4 separate regions of the Mus musculus genome follow, and all the other regions are linked to region 4. A link is a contact called in public HiCAR-type and promoter capture Hi-C data. All regions are on one chromosome and are shown on one strand. The core of a region is the stretch at or near the end of the contact, and the rest is flanking DNA. Distances in the headings are between cores, read along the strand shown. Region 1 holds the start of Zfp661 (zinc finger protein 661). Region 2 holds the start of Nop56 (NOP56 ribonucleoprotein). Region 3 holds the start of Lzts3 (leucine zipper, putative tumor suppressor family member 3). Region 4 holds the start of Polr1b (polymerase (RNA) I polypeptide B).

Evidence for each region. HiCAR-type assays count read pairs that join an accessible place to other places. Capture Hi-C pulls out chosen DNA fragments and counts their contacts.
Region 1: a promoter capture Hi-C map of liver shows a contact between it and region 4, with 3 times the contacts expected there. The contact joins the promoter of Zfp661 here to the promoter of Polr1b in region 4. A contact is called at or near these places in 2 of 9 other capture datasets (liver and macrophages).
Region 2: a contact with region 4 is called in a promoter capture Hi-C map of liver, with 3 times the contacts expected there. The contact joins the promoter of Nop56 here to the promoter of Polr1b in region 4. A contact is called at or near these places in 1 of 39 promoter capture datasets (liver), 2 of 115 datasets of contacts at active chromatin or transcription factors (astrocytes and embryonic stem cells) and 1 of 9 other capture datasets (liver).
Region 3: a contact with region 4 is called in a HiCAR-type map of astrocytes, with 4 times the contacts expected there. The contact joins the promoter of Lzts3 here to the promoter of Polr1b in region 4. A contact is called at or near these places in 1 of 39 promoter capture datasets (liver) and 1 of 115 datasets of contacts at active chromatin or transcription factors (astrocytes).

What each region holds. Positions count from the first base shown.
Region 1 is chr2:127,583,242-127,586,358 of GRCm38.p6, forward strand. It overlaps Zfp661 (zinc finger protein 661), which reads right to left and starts at 1,436. Exons shown (of 5, transcript NM_001111029.1): 1 at 1,389-1,436.
Region 2 is chr2:130,272,706-130,275,974 of GRCm38.p6, forward strand. It overlaps Nop56 (NOP56 ribonucleoprotein), which reads left to right and starts at 1,707. Exons shown (of 12, transcript NM_024193.2): 1 at 1,707-1,771; 2 at 1,929-2,018; 3 at 2,327-2,441; 4 at 2,958-3,119. The coding sequence starts at 1,769. Snord110 (small nucleolar RNA, C/D box 110) reads left to right here and starts at 2,810; the gene lies at 2,810-2,868.
Region 3 is chr2:130,640,934-130,644,172 of GRCm38.p6, forward strand. It overlaps Lzts3 (leucine zipper, putative tumor suppressor family member 3), which reads right to left and starts at 1,911. Exons shown (of 5, transcript NM_197945.4): 1 at 1,788-1,911. The region is part of intron 2 of Gm52563 (a long non-coding RNA gene); the gene reads left to right.
Region 4 is chr2:129,099,302-129,102,380 of GRCm38.p6, forward strand. It overlaps Polr1b (polymerase (RNA) I polypeptide B), which reads left to right and starts at 1,695. Exons shown (of 15, transcript NM_009086.2): 1 at 1,695-1,962. The coding sequence starts at 1,786. It overlaps Gm46764 (predicted gene, 46764), which reads right to left and starts at 1,642. Exons shown (of 3, transcript NR_168333.1): 1 at 1,533-1,642.

The sequences.
Region 1 (3,117 bases), core at 186-2,685, 1.5 Mb before region 4:
AACGGCTTTAATTAACCATCACTAACACGTTATCTTTATTGAAAGTTATCTGCCAGCCAGCTTCCTAAGCACATTACACATATCCTATTTAATCTTTAGGTAATGCAACCAAAATCTGGACTCTCCTAAGCATCTATGACAGACAACTTGATTAAATAATCTATTGTCCAGCGGCTAGACACACTTGGAGCACTACGGAACTCCACCATAACTAGCGTTGAGTGCTTGCTCTCATGAGGCACTATGCTGAGTGCTTTCTATAAAGATAATTTAGTTCCATCGTCATACATCAATAAGAGAGGCACTATTTCACAGCAATTAAGAGAGTCAGGCTTTGTAAAAGGCTGAGGTGGAACTGGGAAAAGTCTGCCTGGAAGCTTTTAATTCTGTTATAATTTACTTTCATTGAAAGATAGCCATAAAGTTAAGCAGATCTTTACCTGCAACACATCCCAGCATCCCGGGAAGCTTGATTCGCGTGACTGAAATTTCACGGAAAACAGAACTATGGTGATATACACCCGTAATGCTAGCACTTGGAAGGCTAAGGCTTAACACAACGCCAGGTTAAGCTACAAAATAAGATCGTATCTCAAATGTAAAAAGAACACTAGGGAAAAGATCACTAGTAAATTGCCAACAACTTCAATGGAGTAACAGACAACTGGCCATCCCACGGACTTCTAGACATCTGACACTTACTGGTGGTTGGAACGAAGTTGTGCTAGTTCGATTTAACGGTGGTCAGAATGTCAACCTCTAGAATTGTTTCTCAAAATTTTGTTTATGTTGACCTCATTTGAGACGCACAAAATATCGTGCTTGGTGGGTCTTACTCTGATACTGTGGGTCTTGTCTGGCCGCAGTATAGTCCCTTCACCCTTATTTCCCACTATTCCTTAACAGTGCACTCCAGTCAATATCATCTTAAAATTGCCTAAAGCCATTTGCGATTTCCTTTGGGGTTTTCTTCACCTCAAATCCGGTATCGTCCAGGAACACCCTATGCTCACACCAGGACATTCCGGTGCAGGCTCAGGGCGAGAAGCTGAAGCAAAGGGAGACGTTTTCTAGGGGACTTGGGAGAGAATGGAGTGGATGCTCCCAGATTTAGCGTCGGTACCATCCACATCCACGTAGCACCCATCATGGAAAGAAGGAACGAAAGGAAGACCGGGATCTCCAACTTGAAAGTACAGGATTCTGACACACAGTGGACATACCCTACGAGGACACTGTCCCCACGGAACCGACACACACCAGAAGGGAAGACTCTCTGTCCACACAGGCCACGCCCACTAACCCTCCCCCAAGTGCCCAGTGTCCCCGTGTCTCCTCCGCCACCGCGTCCACTCGGCTTCTTGAACACCTAGACCCGCAACCCTCACCTTTGGCAAGAGTACTGGGAACCTGCGAACACTCACCGCCTCGTGTCGGGAAGGCAGTGCGCCTGCGCGAAGATCTTCGGCCTCTGAGCTCCAATCATAGTGTTGCCTTTGCATGAACTACACTTCCCAGAAGCATCAATAGCCGGCGCGCCGTGAGATGACGGGTAAAATCCTGCACAAGGTTGCACTCCAGGTCTGTGGTGCTGAAACGGATAGGACCAGGCTCTGACCCTAAACAGCACAAGTTCGATTTCTAGTTCGTTTCCGGTTTGCCAGTGTACCTATTTTTTCTGAAAGCCAGGGTTCCCGTTCTTTCAGTAGACTATCCCAGATGCATGAGCCCAGAAACATACCTGTCGCAGTCTTCCATCAAGAATTCGTGGTGTAGGTTTAATCCCAGATTTGGTAGCATGTCGGAGAATTTACACCCAACTCTGTAGCTGTAATCCTGAATGAGGGTGACCTTCTACCTACTGCTTCAGAGGATACCAGCCAAACAACAGACTTTAAACGTTGTAGCTCAGTCCATTCCCCACCCCACCCCCCTCTCTCTGTGTCCTGAACTCACTATGTAAACCAGGATGGCTTCAAACTTGGAGATCCACCTGTCTCTGCCTCCAAAGACCTGGGCTTTAAGGTGTGCATCACCCCACCTGGCCTCTTTGTATCTCAAAAGCTCAAAAAGGCTACAAAACTTCAAAAAGGAAGCAAAACTTCTAGGGAAAATTCTCAATTTGTGAGGCAAAAAAAAAAAAAAAAAAAAAAAAAAAAAAGGCAACCTTCATTTGGTACTATGAGATCTGGATTTGCCCCCTCTCTGAACCAAAAGACAGGTTTTGGCTTTTCTGGAATTAACTGGATACTGCAGAATATGAATTACAATATTTAAAGAAATAGCCAGGCCAGTCATGAGAAATTAAATGAGGGTCCCAAGCCCATACCATTTGTAATTGAGGGATTAAGGAACACTCTTTTGATAGGCTTAAGAAAGCTCCAGCACTGGGACTTCCAAAGGGATGGGCTGTTTCAACTATACATTACCAAAAAGCAGGGCTGATACCCATTCTCATCTGGCCATTGGGTGGTCACAAATGGTCATACCATACCTGTCTGAACAACTGGATCCTGAAACCCAAGATGACCCCAGTATCTCCAGGGACTGACAATGACTCTTTGATCTCCCATTACTATCTGTACACCCTTCCTAAAACCTTGATCTCTTTGGCTATCAATTAAACCTCTCCAATATCAGTTTTTCTTAAATAGAACCTAGAATTGGTAAAGAAGTAAATTTTTCTACTGAGTAAATACCTACCTTCTGGATGTTACATGTTCATGCTGCTTTCTGGAAGGAAAGTGATTTGCTGAACTCCAAGAGCAGTCCCATCAAATATTGACCACAGGTTTTGTCTCTCGTGCATGGCATCCAGAAACTCTCCAGTGTTGCTATGTCGGCTACAGGGGGCACTAAATGGGTGGCTTGTCAGTAGAGGGAATAAATCATATCACTAGGCTGCCAAGGTCTCAGCACTGCTGTCTAATTTTTGTTGATCCCTTTCGCCTCTGTCAGTCTCATGGATCTCTTGTAAGCCTCGGTCTGCCCCTAAGGCAGTGAAAAGGGCAGCTGTGAAAGGGTTCTTCTGCAATTCTGAAGGATGGCTGCATACAGAAATCCTCAACTATGTTCCCAGAGAGCTTGTAAAAGAGCCCTGTGATACTTTGGTTGGAC
Region 2 (3,269 bases), core at 457-2,956, 1.2 Mb after region 4:
TCTGCTTTAGAAATATTCAGGAAGCAGGGCGAAGGATAACTTGGAGACAAAACTCAACAATTTTACAAAAGTCTACTTTGGTAGGAAAGGTCTGTCTGAACGTAGGCAAGAGCAATTAATTTATCAAAGAAGCCTAGGGAAGGGAAGAAATGGTGTCTGATATCACAATCTACAGATCCCACTAGGTTCAGAACTATAAATATTGGAGGACTTTCTTTTTTTTTTTGAAACAGGGTCTTACCATGTAACCTTGATTAGCCTGGAGCTATCGATATATACCAAACTAGCCTTGAATTCACAGATGTCTGCCTCCAAAGTGCTGTGATTAAAGGTGCGTGTCACCATTCAACTCCTGGGGTGACATTTTAATGAAGTGGTGGAGGTGAGGAAGCCAAAGGAACATCTTGTTTTGCTTGTTTGTTTGTGCTGTGTCGCCTCATCTAATCACAAGCATTTATAGCTTACTTTTCTTGAAACAGAGTTTCACTGGGTAACCTTATCTGCCTTGGAATTTGCTATGTAGCCAGGCCTGTCTCTGCCTCCCAAATACCAGAATTAAAGGTGCGTTCCACCATGTCCTGCCAAGCGCTTGTAGCTTCCTAGTTGCAATACATACACATTTCTTTACTATCCAAGTCCACTTTATTATCCAAGCCAGCTCCATTACAGGCAATGTACAGCCAACTTACTCCATTATAGAGAAAGTACAGCCGACTTACTCCATGATAGACAATGTACAGCCGACTTACTCCATGATTCTTTTTTCTCGCATAAGGCATAGACTATTTAAGAGAGACTATTCAAGTTTGGGATTTATTTTCTCTCTCTATTAGATATTTTCTGAATTTACATTTCAAATGCTATCCCCAAAGCCCCCAATACCCTCCCTCCGCCCTGCTCCCCAACCCAATCACTCCCGCTTCCTGGCCCTGGCATTCCCCTGTACTGGGGCATATGATCTTAGCAATACCAAGGGCCTCTCCTCCCATTGATGGCCGACTAGGCCATCAAGTTTGGGATTTATAATCCTAACACTAAAGTAAAGTGTCTTTTTATTTTCTTTTTTAAAGCAAAGGTGATTTTAAATTATCCACCTTGGTGTGCCTAAAACTGGCACTGAAAAAAACAGGAACGCAGCTCCTTGGAAGAATTCTGGGCCTACGCGGCCATGAGCAACCACGTGGTGCCGAGCAGCGCTGGGTTCTATGAATCAGGGAAAGGAACAGAACTAGGAAGAGGTAAACCGCTCTTGTCTATGCCTCAGCCCGCACCAACAATTTTGTTAACAACAAAATGTAAAAGGAAGAGGCAGGCAGCAAGAAGACGCCATTTCTGCAGGGTCTGAGGCCGGGTCCCACGAGGACCCGGAATATCTGGGCAGCGGGAAACCTGCGAGGCTTATCAGGAAGCCTCATGTCCCCTCACCGAGTTCTGCCGCCCGGCACACGGGTGACAAAAGCACGAGGAACGAAGAAGGGTGGTCTCCAGGCCACTCTGCGGCCTGCCGGCAGGAGCGACACCATTCACTACAGACGCAGTACCGGCTCGCGCAGCCGCAGAGGCTGGGCTTGGCAGGCCCGCTCGCGCCCGTGGTAGTCCAACCCGCCCGACGGACGATACCACACCCGCGAACCCCCTCCGAAGACCTGACAATGGTTTCGTCCGCAGCCTCTGATTGGTCAAACCGGAGAAGGTGTGGTCTCCGCAGTCTGGTTCCGCGCGCCAGAGCGCGCTAGCCGCATTGCGAGCTGGGCACGGAGCAGGCGCCATGGTGAGGAGTGGTGGTGGGGTATTTGCGTAGTGAAGGCCTTAGCGTGCGTCTGGGTTTGCATTCGGGGTCGTGCTCCGGGTCTGAGCCAGGGCCTGCTCTAGCAGCGGCCCCGCGGACTGGGAAGTTTGACTGATGGCCGCGCGCCGGTTCTTTTCAGGTTCTGCTGCACGTGCTGTTCGAGCATGCGGTCGGCTACGCGCTGTTGGCGCTGAAGGAAGTGGAGGAGATCAGCCTGCTGCTGCCGCAGGTGGGTGAGCTCGGTGGGCTCGCGGAGCTGCAATGCAGCCCCTAAGGCCGCCAAACCCCAGCATGCACCGCGTGTTCCCACGTGGCCGACCGCACCGGGCCCGGCGGGGGGGGGGGGAGCTCTAGAATGAGGGGACTCTTTAACGCGAATCTATATAATTGGAAGCGGTCGGAGATAAACATCTCATTTCCATTTCTTGAGAATTAAGATTCGGGGCCCAGGCACCAATTGCTACAACAGCTGGTGCTTCTGCCTTACTGCGCTGTAGAAGCCAAATTCAAAGAAAGCCCATTCATCCTTCTCTCCAGGTGGAGGAATGTGTGCTTAACCTTGGCAAATTCCACAATGTCGTTCGTCTGGTGGCCTTCTGTCCCTTCTCTTCATCCCAGGTGGCCTTGGAAAATGCCAATGCTGTGTCTGAAGGTGAGTCGGTCCCTCCGGAACATGGGATTCTGGGTGGTTGATGTTCTTAGATGATTTTCTTCTAAGCTTGATACAGTCTAGGGATTATTTGAGACCTACAGGATGGCATTTTAAAACATTAATATGCAGGGGCTGAAGAGATGGCTCAGCGGTTAAGAGCGCGACTGCTCTTACAGAGGTCCTGAGTTCAAATCCCAGCAACCACATGGTGGCTCACAACCATCCCTAATGAGATCTGATGCCTTCTTCTGGGGTGTCTGAAGATAGCTACAGTGTACATATAATAAATAAATCTTGTAATTTAAAAAGCACTTAAATGCTTTACAATTGTGCTCCTGGACCTGTGGTAGAGCCAGGCTTTGCAATGATGACTTATATATCTGTCAATCCCCTGAGAGATCACTGACGACTCCATGTGTCTGAGCAATGCCTGCGGGGATGGGTGTTAACTAATCCGATTGGAGACAGTCTCCAATCTGCAATGTGTGGTTTAGAGCTGTTTTCTTTGTCCCAAAGGTGTTGTTCACGAGGACCTCCGCCTGCTCCTGGAGACATACCTGCCATCTAAAAAGAAGAAAGTACTTCTGGGGGTTGGAGACCCCAAGATTGGTGCTGCAATACAGGAAGAGTTGGGGTACAACTGCCAGACTGGTGGTGTGATAGCTGAGATCCTTCGAGGTAAGAGTCCTATTTCATTTATTCTGTCCACCACGTGGATGCAGTGCCCACAGAAGCCAGCAGGGGGCCTACGGGCCTGGTGATGTGATCTGCTGTGAGTGGTTACTTGGGTCCTGGAGGATCTATTCTTAAAGTCCCATCTTCTTTTTA
Region 3 (3,239 bases), core at 661-3,160, 1.5 Mb after region 4:
ACTGAGTGACAGGGGTAACATGGTGAGTGTTTGGGAAGATCTTTATAAACTGCGAAGTGCACACCCTTTCTGAGTGCCAAGGAACCAGAGTTTGGAGGGGGTCACATGTCACTGCATCACTCTGCTTCAGTCGAGCCTTCTCAGGTTCTTGGGGTCCTAGACATTGTCCTGAGGCTCCCTTCTCAGGTTCTATGTGAGGACAGCTTTGCAGTCAACCCATAGGCAATTCCCACAGAGTTCCTTGCCACAGTTCTAACCTGCCAACGTCAACATCTTATAGCCACTCCCTGCCCCTTGCCTCTTCCAACCTCAGGCTCCTGCAAATTCTTTCCTCAAAACCTTGGTAGAGTTGGAAGGACAAGGAGTGGAATCTCTTTCCCTGGCAAGTAGGAACTGAGGGGAGAGGAGGGGCTGAGAGCCCTCTTTAGGACTTGAGGCTTGAGGAGGACTGCCCTAGGTGACAGTGTGATCTGCAAGGGCAGTTGAACCGCATCACTCTGGGATGATAGCCTGTTGCCTGAGCCTGCCTCCATTTCTGTTCTATCAACCCTCAGTGCCTGTGACATTACAATACTAGCAGTCAGAGGGGCCAAATGGACTCTGGCTAAACCCTTCCCCGAGCAGGGTCAAGGGCCTTAGAATTCCTGCAGCATCAGCTCCAGGTGTAAATCACAGCTCAGCTACGAAACCTCAAGCAGACTCAAATTCTCACACCTACCTTACAGCGATTTTTTAAAAAGGAAACGGATTATGTGTAAAATCCATGGTATTCTTTTTGGCACCCACAACCAAGTAGAGTTTGTAGCAGAGTCTCTAAGGCCTCTCTTGATATCCACCCTGTATTTCTCCTGAAAGCAGCTCTTCACTCCACACATGACCTCTTCTCAGCTCTCTGCCCAGCCTACATTCTTCTGGAACCAGTCCAAATACTCCTCAGCATCCTTGGTACCCAAGAGGTCTTGGAGCACTTAGCTCAGGATGACCCAGGGAGATTTCACTGTGAGCCTTCCCCATTGGAAGCCTGTGTTACCCCAGGGGTCTCTGGACCCCCCCCCCCCGGCATCATGAAAATGCAAGGCCAATACTTGTGGGGATGTTGGTTATGAGCAATGTCAATAGGAAATGAATGCAGACATAGAAACAAGGAAAAGCTTCCAGGAAGGATTAAGGGAAGGGATTCAGGGAGCAGAACTTCTTGGTTGGGATGTGTGAGGGGAGATTCATCTTCCCTTGGAAATGTGGGCACCTGCAGGGGAAGAGGCCCATCCCCTAGATCCTGACTCTGATGAAGCCAGTGCTTCAGTGCTGAAGGTACTGACAGCACACCCCCACCCACCCGCTCACACAGGAGCCTGCCTCAGCTGTGCATGTGTGTGTCAGAGTGTGTGGGGGGGGAGGGGGAGGGTCGCCATTCACTAGCACATAGACCCCAGCCACAAAATCTCTGCAAAGGTGCCACAGAGGTCTCCGCGGTTGGAGAAATTCCACCCATACCTCCCTCGGTTCTCCACCAACGCGCGTGGCCCCCGGGGGGGGGCGGGGTGCAGAGAGAAGAGGTGACATAATCCGGGCCGCACCCCCTCCGGCCGCCACCCCCCCCTCCCCGCGCGCCGGTTGAAGCGTCCATGACATCATCGGCCTCATCCCCCCCCAGCTCCCCGGTACCCTAGCAGCGGGACGCGCCCCCTCCCCAGCTTCCCACCGGCCAGAAGCAGCGAGCGATGCAGCGGGCATGGTGACCTGAGGGAGAACCTGGAGGGGCACCCCGGCAGGCCTGTATCACTTACTCACTGCCTCAGAGTCCGGCGCAGAGGCTCAGACACCGGCGCTAGCTGTCCCGCTCTCTGGCGCAGCCCGAAGCCCGCCCCACAGGGCGCGCGGCGCGGCCGGGCTCTGCTCTTGGCCCCTCCCGCCCCGCGCCCGGCCCGCCCACCAGCGGCTGCGGCAAACGCGGGCCCGCCCTCCGGCCACGCCCCCGGGACCCGCCAATCCTGGACGGGGGTGGGACTCGGTGCCTTAACCCCTTTGGTCGCTGAGCGCCGGCCCGCCTGCCCAAAAGGCTGGGTGGCAGATACTCGGCCTCAGTCCGTTAGCCACTGTACCAAATTCTTGGGGTCAATCCCCAATTTCTGTCCTACCAGAAATCCAGCAAATTCCTACTCTCTTTGAACCCCGTATCTGGGTGTATGAGCCCTTTGGTTTATGGACAACCTTGTTTGGACTCTAGATTCAACTCCTGCACCAGCTATTCCCTGTGCAGCAGATGTCCTAAATCCTTCAAATATGGGACTGGACAGATGGCTTAGTGGTCAAGGGCACTGGCTGCTCTTCCATAGAACCTGGGTTTAATTCGCAGCACCCACATGATAACTAGTTACAAGGGATTGGACACCTTCTGGCCTCTGCAGGTGCTGCACAAACATATGGTCGAAACAACCATACACTGAATTAAAAAATAATTAAGGGGGGGGAAAAAAACCAAAAAACCCTGAAGAGCCTTCAAACCTACAAGATGCGGGGGTGTGAAGGCACCTGTGACTATGATCTAGGTGGAGGCAAGAGCCAATAAATTGACCAATTTAAAACTTGACGCTACAGGAAATTTGTATTTTATACCTTGTGCCCCGTGCCTGCTGTAAAACTAACAAACCCCATCCTAAAAAGAGATTGAGTAAAGACTTTATCTTTGACTCAGATCAACACCTTGGCAAGTGCAGGTGGCATACACTAAAGGGGTTGCCAGCTGCCCAGGAAAACTTCCTAAAGGAAGCACTCAGCCTTCAACTATGCCCTTGGTCTGATCAGTATGAGGAAGCAAGCTAGGCCCAGGCTTCCGCCTTAGCAAAAGGCTGTAGGTTGTGATTGTGATAACTGATGAGTTTAGCCATCCTATGACATAGGACTATGTCATAGATTTTAATTTTTTTTGCCTTTTTAAACAATTGTTTTTATTTCCTATAGTGAATTTAATGAATTCCTGTTTTCAGTTCTAATGATTGCTTTTAAATGTATTAAGTAAATGCCTTTAATCCCAGAACTTGAGAGACAGAGGCAGGGTCTCTGAGACCGATTCTAACCTGGTCTACAGATCGAGTTCCAAGACAGCCAGGGCTACATAGAGAAAAACACTGTCTCAAAAAACCAAAACCAAAACCCAAAACCCAAACCAAACCAAACCAAAAAACCAAAAAGCCAACCAACCAAAAAAACCAATCAACCAATCCAAATAAGGAAGTATA
Region 4 (3,079 bases), core at 445-2,944:
GCTCAACAATTCTCAGAAAGGGATTGATTCCCTTCACGTTTTTCAGAGGAAATATGCCATCAACCCTTAAACACATGAAATGATATTTGACACTATTATCCTCTAGGCCCTGGAGTCTAGGAAAATGCTAACCAGGGCTCACAAAAGATACCATTGTGCAAATAATAAGATTGCTATAATCAGAAGATAGTACCAGGTACTAGTAATGATGTTGCTAAGGGGAAATGTGAAGTTGTACAGCTCACTTTAATAGTTTCACAGGGCTTCAGAAAGGTAAACATAGGTAATATGACACAGAAACGTGGTTCTTAGCTCTGATACCTAAGGGAATTGAAAACACACACATAGAAAAATGGATATTTGTAAAAGCCAAACACTAGAAACAGCACGAATTCTGACACTATCCAACCACCTTCCTACCTCTTGCTCTTGATTGCCCAGAAGCAGGCTGGGGTGGCTTCCTTTCTTCTGGGTAGCATGGCCTGGTTACTGCTTGCCGTCCTGCTGATGTGCTTCATGCATTAAGAGTTGAGTAGACATAAGCACAGCCCACAGAATCAATTAAGCAGGGCTCAGAGGGGCTCACAGAGACTGAAGAGACAGTCCTGGAGCCTGTGTGGCTCTGAGCTAGGTCCTCGGCATTCATGTTATGGATGTATAGCTTGGTGCTCTTGGGGGACTTCTGGCAGTAGGAGCAGGGGCTGTCTTGGACTCTCTTGCCTGCTCTTGGGACCCCTTTTCTTCTATTGATTTGCTTTGTCCAGACTTGATATGAGGGATTGTGCCTAGTGTTATTGTAACCTGTTATGCCATGTTCAGTTGATATACCAGGGAGGCCTGCTCTTTTCTGAAGGGAAATAGAGGAGGAGTGGATCTGGAGGAGAAGGGGGGTGGGGAGGAAGATTGGGAGGAGTGGAGAGAGGGGAAACTGCAGTTGGAATGCAATGTATGAGAAAAACTAAACAAAAAAACAAAGACTTGAGAAAGAGGGGGCTGGGGGTGACACATGCCTTTAACCCAGCACTCAGGCAAAGACAATGGACCTCTGTGAGTTCCAGGCCAGCCTGGTCTAGGACAGCCAGGACTACATAGAGACCCTGACTCAAAAAACAAAGAAACAAAAATAAATAAATAAATATTATTTTAATAAACAGACAAGTTGAGAAGAAATGACAGGTTGGTGCCCCACACCTCCATTTTAGTTGAAGCCAAGAATCCAGAGTCTCCTGAGGTCTGCATCAGGGTGCAATAGGAAAACTCCAGAATGGGACAGAAGGGAACCTTTAAAGATACGTCTTGTATCAGGTCCTAATTAACGAATTAAGCTAATATGGGTCACAGAGGTCACACACTAAAGTGGAGCAGGATTTAGTATGGTTTGCAGGTTACAAAACAGCGAAGCCTCTTTCTCTCTCTCCACCCCCACCCCCACCCCCACCCCCACCCCGGTGTTTCAAGACAGCTCTGTGTAACTACTCTGAATGACTTGGAACTCTCTTTGTAGACCAGACTGGTCTCGAACTCACAGATACCTGACCTCCTGATTGCTGGGATTAAAGGCGTGTCTTCATGTCTGCGCGTAGTTTTAACCGGTCTAATCACGCCATGGTGTAAGTTTCCAGTCGACTCTGAGAAAAGAAAGGACCAGTGTGGGGCGGGCCGAACAAGAGGAACTACATTTCCCAGAAGGCCACGGGGTAGGGTGGCTGTGGGGTTGGTCCGGCCATTCCAGCCAGCCACGAGTAGCGTCCTAGCTCCGGTCTCCCGTCCGGGACTGGCAGAAGCATGGATGTCGACGGCCGGTGGCGGAACCTGCCCAGCGGGCCCAGCCTAAAGCATTTAACCGACCCCTCGTACGGGATTCCCCCAGAGCAGCAAAAGGCAGCTTTGCAGGACCTGACGCGGGCGCACGTGGACTCCTTCAACTACGCGGCGCTGGAGGGGCTGAGCCACGCGGTGCAGGTGAGTGCCGTGCACTGCGCTCCAGAGCTCTACCCTTGGCCTGGGGGGTCCTGGAGCGTCCCTGCGGTTGGGAGAAGTGGCCGGGGGGTGGGGGGGTGAGGGGTGCCTACAGTATGACCACAAATAGGGACGTGAACTCACCCTGCATTGCTTTGGGTAGTTCAGAGAAAAAAAGCAACTCATAAGCCTAGTGGTGTAGGGAAACTTGTATTTGTGACTCCTGGATTTATATATGAGTACGAGTCTGGTTTGGGGCGAACCATTTCTGGGTACTGTGAGATGAGAGTGAGGAAGTGATCTTTTTGGAACTGTGTTTTCCACCATTCCCAGCACTCGCGCCTTTTCACACCTGGAGTCTTACGTTCTAAAACTACCTCACAAGGTTCCAAGCTGATCAGACAGACTGCAGCAAGCACATCCTTCAGTTTGCTTCCCTTAAAGTTTTCTTTTTGGGGCGGGAGAATGGAGACGGTTCGAGATAAGGTTTCTCTGTGTAGCGTTTGCTGCCCTGGAGCTCCGTGGACCAAGGCTGGCCTCGAACTCAGAGATCTGCCTGCCTCTGCCTCCCGAGCACTGGGATTAACAGTGTGTGCCACCATCGCCCGCTTGCTTGCTTGCTTGCTTTCTTTCTTTCTTTCTTTCTTTCTTTCTTTCTTTTTTTTTTTTTTTTCTTTCGAGACAGGGTTTCTCTGTATAGCCCTGGCTGTCCTGGAACTCACTGTGTAGACCAGGCTGGCCTCGAACTCAGAAATCCGCCTGCCTCTGCCTCCCGAGTGCTGGGATTAAAGGCGTTCGCTGCCCGCTTTCTTTCTCTTTAAGAATTTGCAAGAGGAAAACTTGCCACCTGTTCTGAGTTGGTCATGTTGAGGAAGATAAAAAGTCCAGGGGAATCATTGTAACAGTGGTAGCAGAGTAAGGACGGGGAAGGTCTCTTTTTGTTGGCATCTTTAGTTTTTCCTGGCACGGCACTCTGAGAGTAAGACACCTCTCAGGTGTAATTGCTCCTCACTTTGGATGTTGGTTGTGTAACGGTAGCAGGCACCAGCAAGCAGTCAGTGCCATATTCTTTGAGAACTGCTCTAAGATGTGGCGCTTTCTGAGTCAGGAGTACAAGGGA